Linked DNA regions of Zea mays: region 1 is linked to region 2. Evidence: chromatin contacts called from public Hi-C data. All regions are on one chromosome and are shown on one strand. Each heading gives the region's core, a stretch centred on a gene start, on an enhancer-like site or on the middle of the called end of the contact. The rest is flanking DNA. Distances are from core to core; before and after follow the strand shown.

Region 1 (4,875 bases), core at 1,170-3,669, 140 kb before region 2:
ATAATACAATAGATTATGAATTAGAAATTTGTTATGCATAACCTTGGATAAGCATCATGCTTCAGGCCATTAAACAAACCAGCCACTAAGGAAATTATGATTCTTTATGCTACACCCAAAACAACAGAACAAGTTTAACAGCTCTTTGCAATTATGCCTATTTATGAAGTCATCTAAAAAGTTACCGAATTCTCAAAGGAACATGACTCTGAAACACCTGAAGATATCCCCATCTCCACAGCGAGTATCCCAGTTGTTACAGATGAGGAGCCCAACAAGGCCTCTCCACCAGTTGATGTTCCTAAAAAACCAGAAGCTGAGCAGGGATTGACACTATAATTGATACACTTTTTTTCATACATGCATGTAATTTTACATGAAATGAGATAGCCCTTGAACTCATTCTGTGGTATTGGGGTTGACATCTTCAGATTGAAAACCTCTTTGAAGGTTGAAAATTATTGGGATCCGAAGGAGTTTGTAATTTGTACCTGGTCTTTTTATCAATTAGTAACCATTATTACCCGGTAGTGGGAAATTGAACCAAGAAATCAGAAAGAGATAAAGAAAGGGGTTCGAGGTGCATCCTTTGGGGTGTTAACATTCGGGTCCATCCTTTTGGATTCGGCTGCCCTAACTTCGATTGATGGATTAGGAACACCATAATTAAATTCGTAACTCAGATTAGAAAAAGAGAAGGGGATTGACAAACTGAACCCTAGAACCGAAACCCTAAAATATATCCCCAAATTAGAAATCCAAAAGGATGGTTTGGGGATCAGGATGGGGGGAGCAAGGAGGTTCCTACCAGGGCTAAAGTCATAGATCGACGACGACTTACCTGGCTCTCGAGCCGACGCTCGAACATGGAGTCCCCTTGCTGGTGCGCACCGACTGGAGGTAAGGTTAGGGGAGGGAAGAAAATGAGGGAAACGAAGGGAAGACACCTCTGGAACGATGATGGGGAGGCGATCCACCATGGATCTCGTCTATGGGGACGCTTGTCCGCCGCGGTCGTGCTGGCTTCGCTGCGCTCGCTCGTGTCGCGCAACCGCCGCCAATAAAACCCTAGTCTCAGTCATCGCAGAAGGCCAGGTAGAACGATTGGTTTTATACGGTGGTACACGAGCGTAAACTTATGTATAACTAAGTGTAAACATTATAATGGGTGGACCGAATGGTGTGACTGGTCAACCGGGTGAATAGTCAGGGCTTCCTGTAGTTAAACAAAGCCCAGGGCTCTAAATATATATATATATATATATATATATATATATATATATATATATATATATATATATATATATATATATATATATATATATATATATATATCACGCTCGTTTAATTAATCTCACTTACCGTGAAATCAAACTCTTCAAAATTTGATCAAATATACATGAAACAATAGTAACAGAGGTTGCGGGTGGAATATACTTTTATAATAAAGTTATTTGAAGATATAAATGTTAATAGTATTTCTATATACTTAGTTTTTTTTTTAAAAAAAACTTGTACATAAACATGATACGCACTTATTTTAGGACGGTGGGAGTACGTTACATGACACATGCTGCGGCAAAATGCAAAGCACACCCTGAGCTTCTTAGCCATATCAATTTCAATCAAATCCTGTCTATGCTGCGGCGCTGGTGGCAGCTCGCCGACCGGGCTTGCCGACGACGACCGTGGCCAGCGCGTTCCTTAAGGCCACCGCGACGCCGCACCCCTTCACGACCCGCCTCTCGTAGCACTCACGCTCCACCGAGAAGCACCGCGGCGTGGCCTCGTCGTAGGCGCCGCCGGCCGAGATCGCGCGCCCGTGGTGGCCGCGGGAAGCCCCCACGTGCACGGCGGGCGACGACTGGACGGTGAACACGGGCGACATCGTGGACGACGTGTTGGAACTCGAGGACGACCAGGACGTGGAGGACCAGGACGGGCACGCCGACGTCGTCCGGCTGCTGCCGGGCCACCGGTGGAGGGTGATCCTGGGGAGGATGGCGGCGAGGAGGCCGGGCCGGCGGCTCCTGGAGCGGCCGGCGCCGGCGCCGCCCCGGCCTGCGGAGTAGTAGGACGGCGGCGGCGTGAGCGGCGGGAGCTCGGCCGCGGAGGACGAGTCGTGCTTGGGCGTGCCCGGCTGCGACTCCCACAGGAACGGCACCGCGCCGGCCGACGCCACGGAGTAGTACACCCGGAACGACGGTACCGCGAGCTGCGCCGCCGCCTCCTTGGAGAGCATCTTGGCGTGGAGCTTGGTCCCCTGCTTCACCAACAATCCAGGCTCCTCCTTGCCGCCGGCGCTTGCCATGGCGAACATGCACTGCGCACTCACTGACTGACACTCTGCTCTGCTAGCAGCTAGCACAGAGAGAGAGAGAGAGAGAGAGAGAGAGAGGGGAAACACAGAAAAGGAAGGTGCCGCTTGAGAGTTGAGAAGAAGGTGCGTGGCAACTACAGCAAGTGATTTTTATAATCCTGGATCAGAAGTTTGTAGTGCAGAGACCGGGAGAACCAGCCGTGTAGCAGCCAGTAGCACCAACAGTTGCTTTGATCTCTCTCACCTGCACCGGCGCTCTTTATCTGCTCTCTCTCCTCTCGGATCCGTAGCTGACTGTTGCTGCCGACCAACGAGCGTGTGACACGGCAACATTAGTGGACATAATCAAAAGAGGTTGTCCGTGAGTGACGAGAGACGCAGAATGCGGCTTTGCTGGTGTCAGCATGTGTTCAGTGGTGGTAGAAAAAAATACAACTGGGATTGCCCTCTGTTAAGAAAAAGAGGACTGAAATATTATCTCCGCCCAAAGTCAACAAAAACATCGAATGGGTTTCCGTCAAACGGTGTACGTAATGGTTCATGTCACGCCGTTTAATTCACCGCCATTGTGTAAGTAGTAGTTGCAAAGTGCAATACAACCAGCGCATTTTGGGAACCAGAACATAGATGCACCACAAAACCACGGCACTGCCCACTCCATGTAACACCATGTCCACTCCAGGATCGGCGCTACTTAATTCTGTCAGATCTCTAATATCATATTATTGTCCCTCGATTATTATCAACCCGACTGCAATCTTTTTCTGTCGGTAAGGATTGCACCAGAGCACCTTCTACTTCTAATAGGCCATGAACTATAGATAGAGAAGAATCATTCTGAGCGAGTCCATAAGAAGCGACCCACTTTTTCATCGGTTCCGGGGGAAGACCAAAGATCTTGCGCGACCGGTCCGCCAGAAAAACTCAAAAGGGGAATTCGTAAATCCTCCAAACGTAGAGCGCGTAACGCTTTGAAACCAAATACGTTACCCACAATGGAAGTAAACATGTTAGTAACAGAACCCTCTTCAAATAGGTCTAATGGATAAGCTACATAACAAATATATTGATCTGGGTCCCCAGGAACGGGCTCGATGTGATAGCATCGTCCTTTGTAACGATCAAGACTGGTAAGTCCATCAGTCCAAACAGTTGTCCATGTACCAGTAGAAGATTCCACAGCTACTGCAGCTCCTGCTTCTTCAGGCGGAACCCCGAGCTGAGGAGTTACTCGGAATGCTGCCAAGATATCACTATCCTTGGTTTCGTACTCCGGGGTGTAGTAAGTCAATTTATAATCCTTAACACCAGCTTCAAATCCAACATTTGCTTTAGTTTCTGTTTGTGGTGACATAAGTCCCTCCCTACAACTCATGAATTAAGAATTCTCACAACAACAGGGTCTACCTAATCCGGATTTGGATTCCTTTTCTATATATCCACTCATGTGGTACTTCATCATACGATTCATATAAGATCCATCTGTCTAGAGATCGTCATATACATCTAGAAAGCCGTATGCTTTGGAAGAAGCTTGTACAGTTTGGGAAGGGGTTTTTTGAGAAAAAAGAAGAATCTACTTCAACCGATATGCCCTTAGGCACGGCCATACATAACATAGGCTTAGTCCCCGACCCGAGGCTAGTCCGGTAGTCGCTGAGGCTAGCCAATCCTGTAGTAAAGGTTTCCGTAGTGAAAGGAGGCCAGGGTTGATAACAGAGGATAGAGCGTGTCAATTCACTAAAGAAAAACAGTATTTCGATACATTTATGTACGATTCAATTCCCTATAATGAGAAGGAACGTCGGATTACGGCTCAATCAGAGGGGGTTCTGGAGAGAGTCTCGATATCTTGCGAAGACTGTACAGATCAACATGAGTATTTTGTTCGTACTTTATTCTCACTCATGCGCACCCGAGAAAACTTACCGGTCGATCACCCATCCCAAATTGCTCCAAGCCAAGCATGCTTAATTTGGAGGTTCTTTTGAGATAGTCTTCCAAAAAAAGATGCACCTTATTGGTATGAGTACTCTATTAATTCTATTAAACATTGGACCAGGATATCACCGTCCACTAGGCCCAAGATATCACAATCCACCCCCTTAGAAGATCGACGTCCTCGTCGGTCAACCCCAAGCCAGGAACCTCCCCTTTTGGCCACGTATGTATGTCTAGTGTCGTCATATGACATGTCATGTGACCACTCTGAGGCCACATGCACCATGTGCCATATACCGAACCTCTAGCCCACACACGCCCGTGAAACCACGAGGGTCGACTCTGATACCATTTGTAACGTCCTGTCCACTCTCGGACCGGCGGTACTTACTCCTTTCAGCTCTCTAGGATCATATATTGTCCCCACAGACCAACACGAGTCTTTTATGCACACTTTGTCCTTACTCATGCGCACCCGAGAAAACTTCCCAGTCGGTCACCCATCCCAAATTGCTCTGCTTAACTTGGAGGTTCTTTCGAGAGAGTTTTCCAAAAAAGAAGATGCACCTTGTTGGTATGAGTACCTTATTAATTCTATTAAGCATTGGGCCAGA
Region 2 (4,470 bases), core at 1,869-4,368:
CATGATGTTGAGTTTTGGTTTAGGATGTTCCAAGATTTGGTATGACAAGGAAAAGAAATATAAATTCATACTTTATGCAAATAGATGGAGGAAGGTTGTATGGAATAGCAAACACGGGCCAACATTAGTAAGATGCAGTGATTTGGCCAAAAGATGTGAAGCCATTAGTGGTTGCTCAATGTGAACACTTCTTGCATCCTCAGCATACTATGGATCAACATTGTCTAGAGCCTTCCACATGTCTTCATCTAAAGGGTGAACCATCACTTCCTTGTTCTCCTTCTCATCTTCTTTATGCCACCGCAAGTGCATGGACATTCTTTTTTACAAAAATAATCATTTCAGTTAAAGTGTAATGGCCTATAACAAAGTTGCTTATGTGCAACCTCTATTGTCACTGTTTCACCCTCATCATTTATAACATCGATGTACATTTTGCCACATTTTATGCACTTGTTTTCTTTCTTGTGGTTCTTCTAGAGAAGCATGGAATTATCTAGATCGACATCAATCTTTTGATAATGCATATCAAGCCCTTTGAGTAGTTATTTGGATTGGTACAAACTTGGGCAATTTACGAGGCTTCGAAAGGACACCCCTAAATAATTTTACAAGCTTGTTGTAGGAATTGTTGAAGAAAACAAATGGACTTAATAGCCATGAAGTGGATCACAAAAATGAGTAAGGTCACTCTTGTGTGGGTGTAACAGCTCTTTTGAAGCTTCTAGAAGTCGGAGAAACTCCTCTGGTGTCAACTCATCCTTAGTGTTTAGGTTAAATTTTGGCTACATATATTCGAGCATCTCGTCCATCTTATAAATGCTTGCACTATCATTCTCTTCCTCTTCTGCTATAATTGTGGTGTATTTATCACCATGAAAGACCCTCATTTCATAATCTTCAATGTGACATAGGTGTTTACTCATTGTGACCTTATCAGATAACTTTGCATTTTGACAGTTTCTGCATAGACACCAGATCTAATCGATAGTCGATAAAGAGATGACACGATTGTGCTAGTCTTAGATATGCATTCAGCTGAGTGAGCCTGACTTTTATTCCAACCATCATACATCCACCGACAATACTCAGCCATAATTGAAACTATAGAATAAAGCAAAATATAAAATGATGATTGTTTTACATTATCTATAGGTAAGGATATGTCCTAAACCCACCCAGGTGTAACTGACTCAACACGAATTTATGACGAGCCTGTAGGTTTCGAATAAAATTTTGACACCATAAACATGTTGTTCTGCACCTGCACTCCTGAAATATGATGCAGTAGAGAACAATGTAGCTAGGTTATACTGTCGGAATTTCGTTCGAACCACATAGTTCGTCATAAATATCATGCTATATTAGTCACAGTCTGCCCAAAAATGACAATTCTAGATTGATAAACCTCACATGTCACGCATGTAATAAGTTCCGACCAAACCAGATGATGCATATGTTTCATTACAGTACTAGTTTAATATCAAAATAGTTTAATAATCATACACATTTTTTTATACAGATGGTGTGACAGTGATGGCGAGTATGCACAGGCGCGCGGCGTGGCTAAGGGGTGCGGGCAGATGGTTGCGTGGTGGCGGGCGGTCGCCTGGCACTGTGCGGTCTAACGAGATGGGGACGGGCGCGACAAGACGATGCCCCTGTTTGTTTCAGCTTTTTGCAGCTTCTGGCCACCAAAAGCTGCTGCGGACTGCCAAACGCGTCAGCTTTTCAGCCAGCTTCTATAAAATTCGTTTAGGTAAAAACTATTCAAAATCAACATAAACATATAATCGGTTGAGTTGTTGCAATAGTAGGAATCCGTCACTTTCTAGATCATGAGCCCTATGAACATCTTTATCTTCCTCCGCACGTAATCCTAATAATACTCAGATTCTCCCCACAGCCAGATTCTCCTCACAACCAGATTCTCAGAAAAGCTGGTCAGAAAAAAGCTGAACCAAACAGGCCCGATGGTAGGTAGGTGCAAGAGTAGGAGCGAGCACGAGGGATGGGCAACAAGTGGTCAGGCAGGTGATGACGACGTGATGGGGAGGGCATAAGTGTAGAAGACGAGCAGCGACCACAACAATAAAACCCTACATTTCCGACGGCCAAAGTCGTCGGACATAAGCACTAAGCCGTCGGAAATAGCTTATTTTTGATGACTGAAAGCTTATTTCCAACGGTACCTGTCTCTCGGTCGTAACGGGTCAGAAATAAACTTATTTCCGACGGCGGTCGTCGAAAATAAGCTATGTCTGATGGCCGAAAGAGACCGTCAGCATTTAACCTCGATAACGGTATTACCGGTTGTTAATGGGGTCACTTCTCTTATGTCCGATGGTTTAGTGGAGGCCGTCGGACATAAGATGAGGATAGATACGAGCACGATTTATAGACCATTATTATTTTGGATCGACGGTTAGGATTTAACCACTAAATAGCCTCTTATTTTTTGGTTGGCCAGCCTACAATCCTAAAAAAATTAGACTATATTTTTGACGATGAGCCTCAAGACACCAAAATAAATCTGTTATTTTCAGCAGACTCCAATAACTGCCAAAAAATACTTTATTTTTTACAACTAAACAATAATAGACCGTCGAAAATAATAGATTTATTTTCGATGGGCTTTGTATTTTGGCCATCCAATACTATATTAATCGCAGTAAACTGTCGTTTTTCTGTAGAGTGCTGGTCTAGTCGGGAGCATATCGCTATCTTCGTAAAAAAATGTATCGCGTGTCCTATCCATAGCCCGTCCCGATCAATGTAACAATGCAGAGCAAGACGAGGCCTTTTGCTCATCAAAGCTCTGGTCCCATTTCTTCCATCCTGGAGGACATTGCATGCACCAGCTGGCAACGCTTGTCTATTGCCTCCTTTCGTCCAAATATCCCTAGCAGCGCCATGCCGACGAACACTAGCCGCATGCCTCTCATCCTAACCAAATTTCACTCACGTACGTTAACAGCAGTTAACGTACGCGCGCTGTCATTTTTTCCTCTGCGTGCATATACACATACACTGAATCACTGATACACTACGCCCTTCTTCCTTCTTCCTATATAAAGAGGCCCTAGCTCCAAGTCTACAATGCAACAGATACACACACACTCGGGTAAAGCTATCTCGAGCTAGCTAGCTGCTGTAAGCCGTTGCCATGGCCAAAATGGTGTTGCTCTGCGTGCTCGTCTCCTTCCTCCTGATGCCCTTGGCCTCCCTAGCCCTGACGCAGGACTTCTGCGTCGCCGACCTGACCTGCAGCGACACGCCGGCGGGGTACCCGTGCAAGTCCAGCGTCACCGCCAACGACTTCTACTTCCACGGCCTGGCCGGCCAGGGCAAAATAAACCCACTCATCAAGGCCGCCGTGACCCCGGCCTTCGTGGGCCAGTTCCCGGGCGTCAACGGGCTTGGCATCTCTGCGGCCAGGCTCGACATCGAGGTGGGCGGCGTCGTGCCGCTGCACACCCACCCGGCGGGCTCAGAGCTCCTCTTCGTGACCCAGGGCACCGTCGCCGCCGGCTTCATCAGCTCCGGCTCCAACACCGTCTACACCAAGACGCTGTACGCCGGCGACATCATGGTGTTCCCCCAGGGCCTGCTCCACTACCAGTACAACGCCGGCACCGGCGCTGCCGTGGGCCTCGTCGCCTTCAGCAGCCCCAACCCCGGCCTGCAGATCACCGACTTTGCGCTCTTTGCCAACAACCTCCCGTCCGCCGTCGTGGAGAAGGTCACCTTCTTGGACGACGCGCAGGTGAAGAAGCTCAAGAGTGTGCTCGGCGGCAGCGGTTAACTTGTTTTTCGAGACAATACAGTGCAGGCTGGGTATGCATCGTCGCCGTCGTCGTCTTGGTCCGTCGTCATCGAATGGAACGCGTGTGCTTGCTGCTGCATGCGTGCGTGCACCTGTCGTCGCGTGTCAAAGTACTCGTGGTCTATTTCATCTTACCCTTATTTATTCATCTACTTTTCATTCAGGGATGTATTCAGTTTCCATATTGCATTTTGTTGCAATGAAAGAGTAACATGTGCATCTGATTGGTTCAAAATAGCTTTGTGGTCGATGTCGTTTGTAAAGCTATATATGATCGCTTAAGGTTACGTTTCGCTGTTTTTTCAGTGTTTTATATATACACCACTTTGTAGTGCCGCATGCTGTTAATCTGTTCAATTACATATAGTCCTACTATTGAAATACTTATCCCATCTCACATCTAGTGCAACTGTCACTAGTACAAGAAGTCATGTAGAGGCGGTTATTAACCTATTTGTACTGTCGTTTTTTAGAACCGCTAGTGGTAGAGGTTAATAAAAATGTTTCTTTTCACAGGTAGTTAATTGAGAATCTCCAGTAGAAATCGATTTCCACTATCGGTTAAGCTAAGAAAAATAACAGTATCGGTTGTTGTAACAAAACCGCTAGTACAAATCTTTTAGGGGCCATTTGGATCCCTTCAT

Evidence for each region. A called contact is a pair of places that touch in the nucleus more often than the background predicts.
Region 1: a Hi-C map of leaf shows a contact between it and region 2, with 2.6 times the contacts expected there. The contact joins the promoter of LOC100280099 here to the promoter of LOC100272933 in region 2. A contact is called at or near these places in 6 of 25 Hi-C or Micro-C datasets (ear, endosperm, leaf and 1 more).

The regions. Positions count from the first base shown.
Region 1 is chr6:134,672,707-134,677,581 of Zm-B73-REFERENCE-NAM-5.0, reverse strand. LOC100280099 reads right to left here and starts at 2,419. Exons shown (of 1, transcript NM_001153037.1): 1 at 1,516-2,419. The coding sequence starts at 2,320. The coding sequence ends at 1,637.
Region 2 is chr6:134,533,033-134,537,502 of Zm-B73-REFERENCE-NAM-5.0, reverse strand. It overlaps LOC100272933 (germin-like protein), which reads left to right and starts at 3,118. Exons shown (of 1, transcript NM_001147385.1): 1 at 3,118-4,208. The coding sequence starts at 3,167. The coding sequence ends at 3,805.